Linked DNA regions of Mus musculus: region 1 is linked to region 2. A link is a contact called in public HiChIP or PLAC-seq data. All regions are on one chromosome and are shown on one strand. Each heading gives the region's core, a stretch centred on a gene start, on an enhancer-like site or on the middle of the called end of the contact. The rest is flanking DNA. Distances are from core to core; before and after follow the strand shown.

Region 1 (3,739 bases), core at 345-2,844, 680 kb before region 2:
ACAGTTCCTTTCCATGCATGGGAGAAGGCTGGGTGCTGGGCAGAGGCATCAAGGACAACGATTGGCAGTTCTCAGATCCCTCTGGAGGCTCTGTTACTCAGTGGTCAAAACATAGCAGATGGGCACAAGGAATGGTGCCATCTCAGTCCTGGCAACAGGACCTCGTGTGTGTGTGTGTGTGTGTGTGTGTGTCTGTCTGTCTGTCTGTCTGTCTCTGTGTGTCTGTGTGTGTTTAGGTGAAGAGGGCAATATTTTCAGACTCAGGAGACCCCTCTGTTGAGGACTAAATAATCTGGGAGTCCCCAATGCCTGTAGGAAAGGAAAGGAAGAGTGTGTGACTGTCCTGTTCTTCCTGTTGAGAAGGCACAGGGGAGGTTTGGCTTAAGTGGCTTCCTCTTTACTTCATCATTATCTCGTCATGCCATTGGCTTGAGGCTGAAAAGTGACTGAGCACATGACACAGGCTTCCTGGAAGGAAGTGCCATTTTCCATTTTACCTTTCTCCTAAAGTGCCCAGGAGAAGTGCTGGTTGTGAGCAGTGCCCTGCCTGCAAAGCCTGGCCCTGAGAGTTGGCAAGGGCAGGCACATTGGGTGCACACATCCCAGGGTGGCCTATCACCTTAGACACATTTTCAGACACTGCTGTTTCTCACCCTCCCTTGCCTCACCTGCTGCTGCGTTTTGCCCTTGCTCTCGCATAGTATGCTTCATAAGATTTCGGTTTCAGCTCCAGGGCTTTAGTAGCAAATTCCTCCGCCATTCCAAAATCCTGTCATTACAATAGGTGTGCAGATGAGTCATTGCAGAGATACACAAAAAGACAACTTGGGAATAAAACAAATGGTAAGTACAATCCTTTGACACCGGTCGATGGAATGCCTGGGGCTCATGACACGCCTGCCATGGCTCTACCCATGTGGCCCACAGACTGAAAATTCCCCCTGCCTTCCTCTGCTGTGTGTCTCAGAAAGCACAAACGGAACTTTACTTGTCCAAAGTGTTAAAACACTTTTTGGATTTCTAGCTGTTCTTGATACCCCAGAAGCCAAATGCCAGCCCTCTGTAGTGAGGATCCTAAAGTTGAAAATCTAAACTCTCCATACAAGAGGAGAGACACAGATACCTCAGGTGCCATTCATCCTATTGGTTCTCCTTGCTGCTGTGCTCACAAGACCTTGGCTTCCTAAGGATCACTGAGAATGTACCCCACAGAGTCCAGGAGAAAGGTCTGGGTAACAGCAAAGAGCACTGACTGGAGCCGAGAGGGCCCAGGGATGCCAGCCAGCCAGGCTCAGCTCTCTGGTCTATTCTAACTCAAGTCAGCTGAACATCCTTTACACCGACAGTTCAGCGTAAGGTTAGGCATAAACAACATTTAAGTGCTATGTATACTAGACAAATAGTAGGGTTCCGTACTACATAAATATTCTTCATATTTCAGACACTTCTCTGCCTTGTTCCTTCTATTTGATTCCTTACTTAGGAAACATTAAAAATTTAAAAAATAGATAAAGAAACAAGCAGACTCTGGGTGTGACTGGTTGTGCTGTCCTGGAGACATCCTGGATAAACTCAATCTTGAAGCTACTGGTGTTACCATGACAACCCCGGGGACTAGATTCTGAAGCATGTAATATTGAACAGGCAACACCTGTGGTCCTTAAGATCTCCTTAAATACTAAGTTAAAGTGAAAGGATTTAGTTTTCACTGGAGGTGGTTCTATTTTTTGAAGTTTTGCTATGTACCCCCAGGCTAGCCTAGAACCCTCTAATCTTCCTGCTTCTGCCTCAAAAGTACTGGCGTTTTTTGAGATACATGCCACCATATTTGGCTTAGGTTTTCCTCTTCTTTAAATGACAAAATTATATAGAGCAGGACTGTATTCATAGTTCCTAATGCAGAAAACAGGGTCTAAGAAAGGTCCTGGGCACAGGCAAGGGCTCATCATAAGAGATTGTCTACTGAGGTGCAGGGACTTCTGGTGCTTAGTGTATGGTGGCTCATAGGAGGTAATTACTGGTTTTGTGGGGAAATGGTATGGACTATTTTCCATCCCTCTGGTTTCCTACCTTTCCCTTTACTTATTTGAGAGATAACCATTGTTTCTAAGAGTAGAGCAACTTTTCATCCTTGGTGCTATAGACCTACAGGGGGTCTTGTGCATGCTAAGCAAGAACCTTATGACTGAGCTATGTACCCAAAGCATATGTGTGCGTGTGTGTGTGTATGTATGTATATATATATATATATATATATATATATATATATATATATACACACACACACACACACACACATGTGTATATATATACATATATACATACATACACACACACACACACACACACACACACACATATATATATATATATATATATTTTTTTTTTGGTTTTTCAAGACAGGGTTTCTCTGTGTAGCCCTGGCTGTCCTGGAACCCACTTTGTAGACCAGGCTGGCTTCGAACTCAGAAATCCACCTGCCTCTGCCTCCCAAGTGCTGGGATTAAAGGCATGCGCCACCACCACCCGGCTCCCAAAGCATATTTTTAAAAGCCAATTAACTGCTAGGAAGAAAAGAAGCCAGAAGACTGGCATCCTCTGCTAAGCTTTGCTTCATTCTCAGAGGAGGGCCACAGAGACCTCTGGGACTGATTCCACTGTTCACGTGAGAACCTCAGGCAGGACTTTACTATTGTGCCCCGGATACCTTCCATACTTCCATCTCCACCCAAAAGTTTCTTCCTTGCCCCCACTCCTTTCTGCCTCTGAAGGCAGAGCTGTGTCCTCTGAGATTGCCAAGTCTATCACAGGGCTCTTTCACTGTCAGGTTTCAGGGCTAGAATCAACGATGCAGAAGTGAGATATATGAGTCTTTCTGGACCTGAGAGCAGATCCTTCCCACTGCAGCCAGAACCTTCCTTCTGGACAGGACGCTCTTGACTCTCTAACTGATCAAAACTCCCTACTTGATTTGAATTACATCTGTCTTCTGAGGGCCTGTGAAACCTCTACTGGATGCCAGTGACTGTGTCACGATTGTAAGCACTTCTGGTGTCTGAGATTTTTCTCAGCTCAGGAGTGTCTGCATGACAAAGAAGCACTGGCTAAAACCATGCCTGCAAAGAATCAAGAGCCAAGGACAACTAGGAGGTCTGATAGAGGGCCAGAAGGAATTTTAAGATTTCATCCAAGCAAGAAGGGCTGTGGCACACTGGGATACAGAGGCCAGGGAAGAGGTGAAAGGGTCAAGAGTTACCTTAGACATTAACTCTGAAGTCCACAGCCCTGAAGCTTGATCCCACTCTTTGGCACCTGACTAGGGAGCACACGAGAAAGAATGAAGTCTCAACCTAAATGCAGCTGAAACTCTGGTGAGAATGACGGAGAGTGTGTGGAGATGACAGTCTTTCAGTCACTTCAGTGGTGATTATGACACTGCAGAATGCCACAAACTGCTCACAGAGAACTAGCTTTTCTACAGCTTGAGAAATTTGTATTTGTTGTGGATTTATATCAATGTGCAAATGTCAGTGTTCTGTGAAGGACAACCAGGTTCCAAATGGGGCAGAGAGGATTTTAGGGCCTAGTAATAAGACAGTAAGTAGCAGGAACTTTCAATTTCCAGCACTGCAGACAGAGTGGGGATTAGAAGGACTTACGTTCATTTTCCTGCGACATCGAGAGAGGTTGAGGAGGAGAGACACTTTTAGCTCCCGGAAGGTTTTCAGGTCCTCACCAA
Region 2 (4,261 bases), core at 24-2,523:
TGTGTAACTCTTTGAGTTTTGAGGCCAGCCTGGTTTGCAGAGTGAACTCCAGGAAAGCCAATGCTACACAGAGAAATCTTGTCTTGAAAAACAAGATAAAAAAAAAAATAAATAAAAATAAATAAAAATAAAACAACAACAACAAAAAGAGGTGGAGAAATAATTAAGGAACAACATCCAATATCAATTTCTGGCCTCCACATGTACCAACATAGGTACCTGTGTACAGATACAAACATGCATACATATGCACAAAAATTCCTACTAAAGTGATGATTATTTTTATTTTACAGATAAAAAAAAATTAAGTGAAACCTAGCACTTATGAAAAGTTATCAAGCTAGTTAAATGAAGTAGAGACCCCAGGCTGTGTGCATCCACAACAATTATTAACAAGCTAAAGAATTCACACAAATAATTTCTCTTAGGGACTTATGCTGTGACCTTTTTAAGGCAGGCCATTTCATTAGGCCTCCTTTTCGATGATGAGAAGGAGGAGGAGGAGGAGGCTATCAGATTCTGGGGTCCTGGAGTGACAAGTGTTTGTGAGCTGCCCAATATAGATACCTGAAACTAAACTCTGGTCCTCTGAAAGAACAACAAATGCTCCTAAGCACTGAGCCATTTCTCCCCACATTGCCAGGTAGATCACAATCTTTTGTTTTTGTTTTTTATTTTTATAGAATATACAGACTATATCTAGTGTGTGTGTATGTGTGTGTATGTATGTACATATATATATATATAAGAATATATAGAAAGACGGGGTTTCTCTATATATCCTTGGCTGAACCCAAACTTAAAACCTTCTAGCCTCTAATCTCTGAGTGTCTAGATTACAGATGTCTATACCTGGTCTACAAACAGTCCCTTTTATGTATTCATGTCAAAACAGTTTATTGAGTACCTGCAATGCCTCAGCACAGGGTTGAGAACTATTAGCATATGTGCAAGGGAAATGAACACAATCCACACCCTAGTCTACCTAAAGGGAGTTTATAATTAAAAGTAAATTTTATCTGGTGGTACAGGCCTAAAATCTTAGCTATTTGAGGCCAAGGCAGGAGAATCACAACTTCAAGGCAATCTAGGCAATTCAGCCCCCGCTCCCCCCCCAACCCCATATCAGAATAAAAGGAAGAAACTGAAAAGTGTGAATGTATCAGTTACTGAGCATTCACCTAGAAAGTACAAGGCCCAAGGCTCACTATTCAACAGTGAAAGAAAAAGTAGGCACTCAATAAATATTTGTTGGAATAAACTGTTGACTCATGTGTATAAACTCAGTTTATGGGAGGTTAAAGGACACAAGTTCAAGGTCATTTTCATTCAGTGTTACTAGGAACTACATGACACCATCTCTTAAAAACAAAACAACCCACAGGACAATGGTGGTGTACGTCTTTAAACCCAGCACTCAGGAAACAGAGGCAGATGGATCTTAGTTCGAGGCCAGCCTGGTCCTCAGCATAGCTAGAACTACTCAGAGAAACCTGTCTCAAAAAGAAGAAGAAAAAAAAAAATTCCCAAACTCAAACAAACAAGAGCAACAACAAAAAGCCAAGAACAATAAACTTAAGAAAGACAAGTTAAATGACCACAAACAAGCTAAGCATAGTGGTACATGCCTGCAGTTCCGGTACTTGGAGGGTAAAGGAAGAAGGGCAACTAAGAAGTTCAAGGTCATTCTTAGCTACACAGATAGCCCAAACCAAAGTAGGGAACATGAGACCCTATTTCAGGGGAAAGAGGAAGGGGGGAGAGATTATAAATATAATGCCATCAAATCCAGAGGCAGAAATAGGAGAATCAGGAGATCAAGACTCATATGGGCTTGTCTTAGAGGTGGAGGTCAGGGTGCTGCTATAGAAAGAGACATGTATATCAGTAAGGTAAAATTATTATAGTCCAGAAGCACTCACAGCATTTACAGTCAACTGATTTTTGATGGGGTAGCATGATAATTCAGTGGGGGGGAAACATAGTCTTTGTGACAAGTGCTGTGGTAATTAAATGCCTACCCACAAAAGAATAAAGGTAAATTCTTTTCCTTAAATCACCCAAAATTTAAAACAAAATATATGGCAGACTTAAATGCAACAGCTAAAAACATAGCATACTTAGAAGAAAGTATAGAGCTAAAAATTTATGACCTTGGATTAGATAATGCCTTCTTAGGTATAACCAAAAGCATAAATAACAGAAGGGAAAATGGATATTTTGGACAACTTCTGTTCTTCAAAAGACCCCATTTGCAGCAAGAGATACGGCTGAGGGGTACACTAGGCACGCATGAAGCTGTGAGTTCAATTATGAGCAGCACCCAAGGAAGGACACGACACGGAATAACAGCCCTCTGCCCGCCCGTATATGACAGGACTATCACAGAACCCTCTTATGGCTCAACATTAAAGGTAACCTGAATTTAGAAAGGAGTGGGGGTGGGGGGAAAGTGAGCTGCTTCATTGTGTAGAGGTTCCTGCCACCAAGCCTGATAACAAAAGTTCCATGCCCAGAGCCCACATGGCAGGAGAGATCAGAATCCCTAAATGGTCCTCTGACCACATTTCTACCCTTACACACACACACACACACACACACACACACACACACACACACACACACACACTTATCATTTTTTAAAAGAGCATTGGAATCCAGTACATATTTCACCAAAGATACTAAATGACTACTAACTATAACAACCAAATAAAACAAAAAATAAAACAAAGTATTTACTTGTGAGATATAAATGAAAATCACAATGTACTCTCTAAGTTAAGGGAAAGTATCTTACTGATGGGGAATATGAAGTGGTGTACCTGCTATGGGAAAAAAAAAATTCCGTCAATTCCTCAAAAGTAGCTACCAAATGACCCAGTAAAATTATCTCTGAGCATACCTAAGGAAATGAAAACATGTACACAGAAGCAGCTTTCATATAAATGCTACAGCAATGTAATTTCTAAGATCCAAATATTGGAAACAATCCAAATCCATCAGTTGGTGATAGAGTAAATAAAGCTCACAGCAATAGGAACACCACAAACAATGGTTGTATTTACTAATGTTCCAAGTACAGAAAGTCATGGAGCCAGGACTGGGAGTAGGGCTCAGCTGTACAGCATATGCTTAGCATGTGCCAAGACTTAGGGTCATTCCCAGCACATATACATACACACATGACAACACAGAAAAACAAATTCACTAGGCTATTCCAATAGTCAAAGGAAATGAAGCAAGCAATACTTAGGATACTGAGGCCAGAGGCCATGAAGTCCAAACCAGCTTGGACTAAATTTATGTTTAAGACCGAAAACATAATAAAAAAGGAGAAAGCTATCTACTACCATCTGATGAAGTGACTACTGAGCCAATTTCCTACCTCAAAAATTAAATATTTGTAGCCAGACAGAGGCAGGCAGATCTGAGTTAGAGGCCAACCTGAGCTACAGAGCAAGTTCCAGGATAGCTAGGGACACACAGAGAAATCCTAACTGGAAAAATAAAAAATATAATAAAATAAAGCTGAAGAAATGGCTTAGAGTTAATAGTGTACTCTTCCAGAGAGTATGAGTTGGGTTCTCAGCACCCATGTAGACAGCTTGTTACAGTTCCAGGGCACCTGACACCACTAGGAACCTGCACTCATGTATACATACCTCTCATATACACATATATACATAATTTAAAATAAAGATAAATCTTTACAAAAAGTAAAACTGAGCAGTGAAAGGGTTGGCTCAGTGAAAATGCTTGCTGAATTCAGATCCCTAGAAATCGCTCAACAGCCAGTCTAGGCAATTGTTCAACTCTATGTTCAGTGAGAGGCCCTGTCACAAAAAAATAAAGTCAAAGTTATACAGTAAAACACCACACCCAACATTTACTTCTGGCCTCTATATGCTCTTATACACATGTGCACAAAGATATACAAACACATACTACACACACACACATTTAAAAATAAAATTGACAACTAAAACTTTCTAAGCATGTACAAGAGTTTAATTTGTAGTCTTAGTATTAATGGGGGTGGGGAGGAATTTTTGAACTTTGTATAGGGCTGGATAAATAGCTCAGCAGTTAAGAGCACTGACTCCTCTTCCAGAGGTCCTGAGTTCAATTCCCAGCAACCACATAGTGACTCACAACCATTTGTAATGGGATCAGATGCCCTCTTCTGGTGTGTCTGAAGACAGAGACAGTGTACTCACATAAAATGAATAATAAATCTTAAAAAAAAAAAATCTGTGTAAAC

The links. HiChIP or PLAC-seq counts read pairs in DNA pulled down with a chosen protein or histone mark.
Region 1: an H3K27ac HiChIP or PLAC-seq map of trophoblast stem cells shows a contact between it and region 2, with 10 times the contacts expected there. The contact joins two enhancer-like sites. A contact is called at or near these places in 2 of 15 datasets of contacts at CTCF or cohesin (pro-B cells and stem cell-derived epiblast-like cells), 2 of 484 Hi-C or Micro-C datasets (the N1E-115 cell line and palatal mesenchyme), 2 of 115 datasets of contacts at active chromatin or transcription factors (extraembryonic endoderm stem cells and trophoblast stem cells) and 1 of 9 other capture datasets (embryonic stem cells).

Annotation. Positions count from the first base shown.
Region 1 is chr11:105,916,981-105,920,719 of GRCm38.p6, reverse strand. It overlaps Tanc2 (tetratricopeptide repeat, ankyrin repeat and coiled-coil containing 2), which reads right to left. Exons shown (of 26, transcript NM_181071.3): 24 at 3,660-3,739; 25 at 669-769. Among named protein-coding and RNA genes, the nearest start is that of Cyb561, 26 kb to the left of the region's middle. Within about 2 kb of position 1,594, at least 8 of the 459 cell types and tissues checked have an H3K27ac peak or open chromatin away from gene starts, as enhancers often do. A contact at or near this core is called in trophoblast stem cells, where this site is marked.
Region 2 is chr11:105,234,838-105,239,098 of GRCm38.p6, reverse strand. All of the region lies in intron 7 of Tlk2 (tousled-like kinase 2 (Arabidopsis)), which reads right to left. Among named protein-coding and RNA genes, the nearest start is that of Tlk2, 55 kb to the right of the region's middle. Within about 2 kb of position 1,273, at least 4 of the 459 cell types and tissues checked have an H3K27ac peak or open chromatin away from gene starts, as enhancers often do. A contact at or near this core is called in trophoblast stem cells, where this site is marked.